Regions from separate parts of the Mus musculus genome. Here region 2 is linked to region 1. Evidence: chromatin contacts called from public promoter capture Hi-C data. All regions are on one chromosome and are shown on one strand. The core of a region is the stretch at or near the end of the contact, and the rest is flanking DNA. Distances in the headings are between cores, read along the strand shown.

The links. Promoter capture Hi-C pulls out the DNA fragments that hold promoters and counts their contacts.
Region 2: a promoter capture Hi-C map of hippocampal neurons shows a contact between it and region 1, with 2.1 times the contacts expected there. The contact joins the promoter of Cttn here to the promoter of Shank2 in region 1. A contact is called at or near these places in 1 of 39 promoter capture datasets (hippocampal neurons), 5 of 115 datasets of contacts at active chromatin or transcription factors (embryonic basal ganglia, embryonic forebrain, embryonic hindbrain and 2 more) and 1 of 9 other capture datasets (pancreatic islet).

What each region holds. Positions count from the first base shown.
Region 1 is chr7:144,172,846-144,177,688 of GRCm38.p6, reverse strand. It overlaps Shank2 (SH3 and multiple ankyrin repeat domains 2), which reads right to left and starts at 2,229. Exons shown (of 16, transcript NM_001113373.3): 1 at 1,733-2,229. The coding sequence starts at 1,769.
Region 2 is chr7:144,468,369-144,473,211 of GRCm38.p6, reverse strand. It overlaps Cttn (cortactin), which reads left to right and starts at 2,277. Exons shown (of 18, transcript NM_007803.5): 1 at 2,277-2,523.

The DNA.
Region 1 (4,843 bases), core at 980-3,479:
AGGCCACCAAGTGTGTTTGGCTGGGCACAAAGAAAGCCTTGCTGATGACGCTGCCAGAGAAGGGCCTTGAGAAGTCAGAGCATTCACCATGGAGCCAACCAGGGAGTCAGGGGTGATCTTGGGACTTACAGAGGTGGGGGGTTTAAAAGGCCTTGTAAAGGACAGGTGACCTCATAATCTCAGTCTCATCTGCCACTCACTGAGATCCGGGGTTCTTGGTGTGAAAGCCAAAAGGTCAGCATACATGGAGAGGATAAATAGTGCCTATACCTTGGGGCTGCTGGGAGTATCCCCTGGGTGAGGCATGTGGAGGGTCCCGAACAGCCCCAAGACCCGGACATGCTGGCATCCTGCAACTGTGCATCTGTGGAGTCACCCATCCCTAAGAGTACAGTTGATGGCATCTCTGACTATGTAACCAGTAAGGTATTAATACCCTTAATGGCAACGTGAGGGGATGTGAGGGCACTTGATACCCTGTCCATTGCTAAGACAGACTCCGTAAGAAAGAAATGTTCATAGAAGCAGAATGGAGATAGCATTACTTAACACTCTAACCCATGGCTGCAATTCATGCTGTCCGTGGGTTATAAAAATTCGAAGTCCCTCATGGCAAATTTTGGTAAGCCTCATCAGAAAAAGAAAGGATCTATTCTATGCCCTTTTTGAAGAGCCTGAGTCTGCAGAAGGAAGGAGTAAGCAGGATGTCCTCATGCAGGCGAGGCCACACAGGGAGGGTCATAGAACAAAACAGCCGGGACACATTATGCACATTTCACCCCGAAGACCAGGCAAGTGAGTCAAATGGACCCACACAGGTAACATTAGAGTGAACATTTTAATGAAAATTGTCTTGCTTAACGACCAAGCCTCATATCAAATTAGTTTCAAGGCTGCTGAAGTATCTTTGGTGTCTAGTTCACAGTGAGCTCGGGTAGAAAGTGATCTTCCTAATTTCCTTAAAGTCACCTCTTTGGAAACCTGGTTTCATCAGAAAGATAGAAAGCTTGCTATCTGAGAAAACTCTCTGACTGGGACCATACACGCAAATGATGTTTTTTTTTTTTCATGAAAAGTGTTAAAAATAACTCCTTTCCTGTCTGAAAATGATTAATATGCCACCCAACGTTTCCTTCTTTCAGCAATCTGCAGGCTCTTGGGTGGGTGGATATTTTCTTAGCTGTCTTACATGCATTTATTTATACAGTTTTTTTCCTTCCTCACAATAAAAATCATACAAGGTATGTTAAAGAGGGATTCTTCATGCACCCCATGGTTTGTTTCGCAACCCAGGGACAGCCAGGCAGAACTGGCAAGTGGCACTAGAAGAGGATGCCTTGGGTGCATCCAGCCATGTGCCCTGACCCTCCTTAGCAGGTGCTCACAGCCTCCAGGTGACTGGAAGACAGAAAACCAAAACTTCTTTTATTTTCCCCAAGACCTAGTTTCCCAATGTGTCCCTTGGCATAAGCTCTCTGGATGAGATGTTCTGGAATGCAGTTCTGCCAGAGGCTGGTAGCTCAGGAACACACTAAAATACAAAGGCACCTTCATCTGTGTTAATCTTCCAGACTTGACTAGAGCCAAACCATACCACAAAGCTGGGGCAATTATTCCTTGAGCGATGAACCGTAACCAGCAATTTGAGGAGGCACCCGAGTCCCCTCTCCCCCGAGGAGCAGCCCACGGCTGCTCACCAGGCACCCCACGCTTCCTACAGCTTTCTCCTTACCTTCCTTCTTGGTGAAGGCATTTAACAAAGACTTCATTTTCCCTGTGACTTTGGCAGCGGTCCGCTCATTATATAACCCTCTCGGCGGGCAGGAAGGCTAGGCGCGCAGCCCGGCCCCTCGGAGCTGGCGCGGCTGGGACCCGGCGAGCAGTGGCGGGCGTCTGGGCGCGCTGCAGCCCCGAGCATCGCTGGGCATGCCAGACCCAGCGTGCTGGTGACAAAGCCCACCCCATATTCTGTCTGTCAGCTGGGAAGCAACTGTGCGCAGACTGAGGCTGCTCTCAGAACCGGCTACCTCTGGCGGTGATCCTCATGTGAGCAGTGCCACGCTGCCGAGAGAGCAAGCAGGGCATCGGAGAGGCAGCACCACGCAGGGTTAACATGGAGCAGGCGATTGCGCGCGAGCTGTCGGCCAGGAGACACCGGGAGGCATTTGTGAGCCGGAGCCCCAGTTATCCAAGGAAACCCGGCTGCTGCTGGGCGCTCCGTGCGCCTGTGGCTAAATATAAAGTACTGTGCTTTTTCTATTTTTTTTTTTTTTTTTTACATTTTTTTTTAAAAGAAGAAGCCAAGTCTATTTGTCAGCTAGCAGATGTGGTAAGAAAGTCAAGGGAGAAATATCCACGCTTCAGACAAGTCACCAGAAGATCCCTGACACCCCGGTAGGCATGCCAGGATTCAGGAATTCTGACAGTGACCTATTTCCCTTTGGAAGCATCAGACACAAGTGGCATCACTTCTCTGGCCCTCCCCATCTTGATAATGACCCTGGGAAAGCAGGACTCCGCCCCCTGCCGCTTACATTCGCTTTGTGTAAGGAATGGGAAATAATAACTGTCAAAGTAGTCAGAGGTAAAGCACCCCAAAACAGGGCAGCCGGCAAAAATGGGCCCTTCAGAGCTGTTTCCCCACGTGTCTCTGGCATTCACACCCCCAACAGAAGTCAAGCAAGGGAAGCTCTCTCCAAACATCACCTTGAGAAAAGTTCTGTCTGTATAGCAAACAAAGAGAGTGCAGAGTGTGGGTGGGGGTGCTTGCTCACTGCTGTGCCCTGCAGTGGTGGTGGTGGGGGCACACAAGGAATGATTCCCACACCAGGGTGAAGATGCTATCAAAGGAGGAGGGAGTGCAAGGGTCAGGCTCGGCACTGGGCATCTACCACTGGGGCAGCAATTAAGAGTGTGCTTTGCTTCTGTGGTTGCCAAGAGAACAGCTTCCCAAACCCGGGGAGGGGGCGGGGGAGGGGGGAGAAAAGGAAAAGGAAGAGACAGGAAAAAGCAACTGGAACACTGAATTCAATCCCATATGGTCGACACAGTTTATGTCAACAAAAATGGCGGTGTAAGGAAGAGGAGGCTGGCATGCCTGAGCAGTGGCACCTTCCTTCCTCAGCACACTTGGGATCCCAGGCACGCTCAGAATGGTCGCTGCTGTGCCAGGCGTTGTCTGGGAAGGAAAAGGCTGTGCCTGAATCACTATGTGTGTCTGTGTGTGAGCTTCGTGTCGGCTGAGCATTTAAACATCATCTCCATTGGGCCCACACGGTTCGTCAGCAATGTCAAAACCGCCCGTGTGACATCCTCCCCTGTAGTATCACAGCCGGTGGCATCAAAACGGCTGGCTTAGAGATGGAGTGGCTGTCTAACACTCGCTGCCGCGCCATGCATGTGGCCTCTGTGGTCCTTTGGACATTGTAGGCAAGGTTGAGCAGCTTTCGGGAGACCCTTTGACTGTGGCATCATCCATGAGCATCCATCTTCCAGGGATGAGCTAGAGATACCTTTCCTGGGTAGGCGTCAACACGGAGGTTTCTAGATCATCATGAAGCACTTGGCTGGAGGCCATATTGGGATGGTGTCACCAGTGTCCACAAATACAGGAAGCCCCACTCCAGAGGCCAGGGACCCCCGCCAGTCAGACCCACAACCACATGGGCTTCGGGGGACTTGCCAGAGTTCTGGGGACTCTCTGAGACACCAGTGCCGCTCAGTGCTTGCTCCATCTGTTGGGGATCAATATCTTCCAGAAAGCACAAAGCTGCACCCAAGCCTAGTTTCCCTGCCACCCACTGCTTTGGCATCTCTTTGGCCACTGTGTGGTGCAGAGAATGTGTGCCCACAACTGGGTGGTAAAGCTAGAAGCCAGGCTTTGTGCCACAGTCACCCTTCCCACCAGAAGATCCTACATCTGACACTGACCTTCGGTGGAGGTTGTGGGAGGAGACCTCTTCCCAGGAGGGCAGTGTGACACCCCATACCTTTTCTAAATGAAGGAAATGACAGAACCTTCTTTTCCACACTGGGTCTCTGACCTAAGATATGTCAAAAGAGTGAGGATCAAGCAGGTCCCTGTCCCATCTTCCCTAGAGCAGAAATCCAAACTCCCAAACTCCAGCAAGGCAGCAGCGTCACACGTTCCAGATACAAAGCCCCCAGCTGCCACCATAACCAGCCATATATTAGGTAGCTGCTCCTTCGGATGCATTTGCTCACAAGTAGAAATTGCTGTGGAAGTGTACAGAGCCTTGAGCTCTCCAATGAGAAGAGCTGAGAATATCCCCAAGCAGAATCATGTCTCCACCCAGTTCCCGTAGTGCCAACTAGACCCAACCCCGAATCCAATGTCCCATCAGGCCTTGGAGAGTGAGCTGTGCTGGCTGGGTAGGGTGGGGTAGGGTGGGAGAGCAACAGGTATGGGGCACAGGTGGCATGTCTAGGTAGGCTATAGATACAAGATGATGTGACAAAGGACTCCACAGTATAATCCCATACCTGAGGACACTCTCTTCAGACACCATTTGTTTGTTTGTTTGTTTGTTTTTTGTTTTTTTTAACATGTGTACAATGTATTTTGGTCATATTCATCCCAATGGCCCCTCCACCTCCTCTTAGGTACATCCAATTTCAGGTCCTGCTTTCTCTTGCTAAAGCTCACTGAGTCTAGTCAGTGTTGCCTGTGTGTGCAGGGGTATGGAGCCATCCACTGGAACATGGGCTAGTTACCAGTGACTGCTCCCTCCTCCAGCAGTCAGCCACTGACAATAGACCTTCAGCTGGAAGGTGGTGCTCATGAGCTCCTTGCCATCCATACTGGGATTCTGGTTGGCTTGGC
Region 2 (4,843 bases), core at 1,028-3,527, 300 kb before region 1:
GAGCTAGTGGTGGGAGCCCCATCCCCAGTCCATTCTGGGATGTTGATTGGCTTAATCTTGTGCCAGCAACTACAGCTGTTAGGAGTTCTTGAGTACAGCAGTTCTGCTGTGGCCAGAAAACACTGTTCACTTGTTCTTCTGACCTCAGGCTTTTGTGAATATTATGGGGGCAAATTATTCATTAGTTGATGGATCTTAATTGACTTTGAGTCTAGAATATAGCAGCACTTTGTTGAGTCAGTAGTTCTTTGGAGCTGAGGGGAGAAGGCTGTGTTGTTTGTTTGGTGGTAGTTTTGAGGTACACCCCAGTGAATAGTTTGAAGAAACCAAGACACACAGTGGGCTACTTATTTTACTAGCATTGAACTCAGGTTGTCAGGCTTGGTGGCAGGCACCTTTACCCACTGAGCCATCTCACTGACCTGCACCTCTGATTCTAAGCTGTTCCCATGTGAGAGTTACAGCAAGAGGGGGGTCCTTGTGTGATTTGGAAGTTACTGATTTTCTAGCTGCTACCTCTTCTCAGAAGGGTAAACAAATCTCTGGTTTGGAGGTGAGTTCTCAACTATGGTGCTCAGGCAAAAGCCATCTTCCTGTCTCAGGTGCCCCATCACAGGGACTCAGGCACACACCACTGTCCCTGGTTCAAGAATAGAGCTTGGCTTTTCAGCTTGGGTACGTGGAACTTAGCTTAAGTGACTGACCCCACTTGTTGGGCACGGTTTAGGTACTTAGTATAAAATGATGCCTGTAGTTTTTATTTAACAAAACACTTGAGACCATGGTTTTACTAAAACAACAAGAACAACAACAACTACCCTATGCTAGGAGATGGCTGGGTGTTTGCTCTGCAGGCATGAGGGACTGAGTGTGATCCTCAGAACCAATGAGAGGATGGTGGGTGGAGTGGTGCACATTTGCAATCCCCTCAGCAGAGAAGCAAAGACAGGAGGATCTCTGGGGCCTGCTGACCAGCCAGCTTAGCCTAGTGGATGAACTGCAGGCCAGAGAGATCCTGTCTCAAGCAGTGAGTGGCCTTCCTGAGGAAGATGCCAGAATGTGTCCTTGGACCTCTGTATGTGTGCTCATGCAGTTGAATGCACACTTACATGTGAATTGTGCACACACACATGGGAACATTCTCCTCTGACACCTGACATCTCTTTTTCCTTCCTGATCTATTCATAAATTTTGACAGTTTAGCCTTTTGTTTTCTGCCTTGTGGTGCTAAGGTTGGTACCAGGGCCCTGTACATACTAGACAGGCACTCTACCACTGAATTACATCCCTAACCTCCCTCTTTCATCTCCTTTCTCCTCCTCCTCCTTCTGGAGAGGGGGGCAGGAGAGACAGAATCCCTCACTTGGCTGATCAGGACCAGACTGGCCTCTAAGTGATCCACTTGGCCGCTGCCTTATTAGCTAGCTTTGTTATACAGTCCAGGACACCTGTCTAGGGATGGACCACAGTGGGTTGGCCCTCCTGTATCAAGACAATCATGCCCACAGAATAACCTAAATAAGACAAGTACACATTTGAGATTTTTTTAAAAAAAAATGTGATTCTAGGCTGTTTCAAGTTGACAGTTAATGTCAACTAGGACAGATAGATGAGTGGATGGATAGATAAGTAGATGGATGGTTGACACATGGGTGTATAGGTGACATGTTGGTTAGTTTTTGTCAACTTGACACTAGAGTAATCTTGGAAGAGGAAACCTCAGTTGATGAATTGCCATCAGACTGGCCTGTAGGCTAGTCTGTGGGGGCATTTTCTTGGTTACTGATTGATTCAGAAGGGCCCAACCCACCGTTGTGGGTTGCCACCCTTACACTGGTAGACCTGGGATGTGAAAGAAAGGCTGAGCAAGCCAGTATGCAGCACTCCTTCATAGTCTCTGTTTCAGTTCCTGCCCTGCCTGAGTTCCTGTTCTAACTTCCTTCCCTCAGTGATGGACTATAATTTATGAGCCAAATAAGCAGTTTTCTCCCCAAGCTGTATTTGATCAGTTCTTTTTGTTTTGTTTTGTTTTGTTTGTTTTTCGAGACAGGGTTCAGTTTTTTGATCACAATAGGAAGCAGATAGATGGAAGAATGGATGAACAGATGTATGGCTAGATGAGTGGGTGTATGGGTAGATGGGCAGAAGGACAGATTGGTGGATTGGTGGGTAGAAGATTGACAGGGGAGTGAATGATGCTGTGTAGATCCATGCGTGGGTAGAGAGTTGCAGGGTGGATACATGGTTGGAAGCTGGGTTGAGGGTGAATGTGTGTTGGACAGGGCTTGACGGGTGTTTCTAAATCGGATCTCCGCAGCTGACTGGCGGCCGAGCTGCCTATGAGTCCTGGAACTGTGTATCCTGCTTTCTTGATCAGCTAACAGGAATACGGGGCGGGGACGGCCTGGAATAGGGCGGGATCTTGCGTGGCCCCGGATGCGGCCCCGCCTCCGCGGAACCGGAAGTGAGCGGGCACAGGGAGCGGCGGGGCGCGGCGGGAGCCTGGTGGACCCTGCTGGTGCGGTGAGCGGGGGATGGGCGTCCTAGAGAGCTGCTGGGGGACAGGAAGGGTGTGGGATGATGAGTTGTCAGGGTGCCGGGCCTGGACGGGAGGTTGGGGTACAGGGTCTGGACTGGGCCCAGGTGATCCGAGTGCGGGGCAGGGTCGGGGCCCAGGGGTGCAGGGCCAGGATCTGTTGGTCGAGGCCTCGGAGTGTAGGGCTGGGACCCCTGAGTCAGGATTCCAGGCCAAAACCCGGTGTTCGCGGTGTGGGGCCGGGATTGTGACTTGGGGTGTGTGGCTGGGGTCGGGCGTCGGGACCCGGGCTGCAGGGCTAGGATCGGGGGTTGGAGTGCAGTGCTAGGAGGGGGAACCGGGGTGCAGAGTCAAGGCCAAGGGTTCGCGGTGTGGGTCCGAAATCGGGGGGTTGGGGTTGTGGTGTGGCGCTGGGATTCGGGATTCGGGGTGTAGGGCCAGGATTGGAGGCTCAAAGTCCCGGGTCGCAGGGTCTGGATGGGGACGTCGGAGCCCCGGGTATTGGGCAAGGATCGGAGGTTTCGGACACCAATGCTGAGCCGTTCATCCCGTCATTTGTGGAGTAGCTAGGGGTGCACAGCCGGTCTGGCTCTGAGGGGGCGGGCCCTAGGACACAGGCCCTAGGAATTTTGGACATAAAGAAAGGGGTGGGGTTTCAGAGCAGGAACCCAGGATGAAGTGCTAAGTCGGTTTGGGGTGTTCTAGGTCAGAGTGCATAATTATGGGTCTGTGGTAGTCAGAGTACCAGAACCTGGGAAAAGAATGTAGACCTGAGGCCTGGGAGATGCTGGTGGGGGTAAGGGGACTTTGCTTCTAGAATCTAGTGGAATGATGAGGGCCTGGGGGAAGCTGGTGGGCCTGGGGAGCCTGGGGTTCCAGAACCCAGTGGAATTATGAGGGTCCAAGGACCTGTAGGAAGTTGGTAAGGCTGAGCAGCCGGGTTCCAGCATTGGTCTCTAGTCCTCAGGACTGGGCTGAGAGGCCAACATCTGAGGAAAGGCCTGGGCACCTGAGGGAAATTTGCAATGGGGTCAATGGAAATCCAAGCGCCTAGCTTGCTTCCTGGAGCTAAGGAGCCTGGAATCCAGCCGCCCCTCCTCCTGGGTGTGTGCCCAGTCACTGCAGAGGTGTTTGGGCCTGGTATGTTCCTTTGTTTCCTCTTGGTCCGTGTGAGGGATGGGGACTTGTGGCCAGGGAGAAGGAATTCCCTGTTGTGCCCAGTGAAGCAAGCAGAGGCTTTAGCCCTTCCTAGTGGTTTGCCCTGGCTGCACTGCCTGGGCCTTGCCAGTAAGTAGCCCAAGCTCCAGTAAGTCCTCACCACCCAGTAGACCCTCACAGTCAGAACTTACAGCCCACCCCCCACCCCCCTCCCCCAGCGTCCACCAGGGGTCAGGCCTCTGCTGGCTCACCCAGAGTGAGTCACCAGTTCAGGCCCTGAGTCAACACTGCTTCTCTGTTTGACTGAGAAGGTTGTCACCAGAAGTTTGAAGGAGGGAGAAGCAGCTTTTGTGGGAGCTTCAGATGTAGAAGAGTGCAGAGGTGGGGTTGAAGAACTGATTGTGGTACTAGGTCTCCAGAGCACCCTGGGCCTTGCTAGACAGCTTCTCCACCCAACTTTAGCCCTGGCCCTAGAGCTGACCTTTAATTGAGGGCTTATGACAGTTATGCCTTTAACACCTTGTAAAATGCCAGGGAATTTAATTGGCCCTTCAGACTTTGACCTGTTAGTCGGGAAGGCACCTGGCATAACTCCGCACCGTCCTGAGCATCCTTACCTCCTTGTGCCCCTGGTCTTTGTCCTGGGCATGGTCGTGTCTGCCTACCAGCTTGTCTCTTAATGGAGTCCTGGGCAGGCTAGCCTACTCCGTCTGTGCACTGGCCTCCATAGGCATGGGGTGGGGGTTGCCCTTTCCATAACAACTCCTGACCCAGCCACCTTTGCTCCGCTGCGCTATAGGTATCAGGTTCAGGGCCTCAAGATGGTGGATTCCTCCATCCTGTGACTAGGTCCTCTCTGACTGAGCTTCGTGCTGGCTGTGTGGGGCTGAGTGGCTTTCTCTGTCCCCGTCTGATTTCTATCAGCTTTATTGATATTTCACCCTACACGTGATCACCCGATTGAAGGGTTCAGTGGTTATCGATGTATTCAGAGTTGTACAGCCATCACCACAAACAGTTTTGGCCTTCTCAGAGATCTACATAGAATGTGCATGCCCATGGTCCCAGTGGCTGGGAATGCTGAAGCAGAGGACCTTAAGACCAAGGAGTTCTGGCCAGCCTAGGAACAAACCTGGAGTCTGTCTGTCT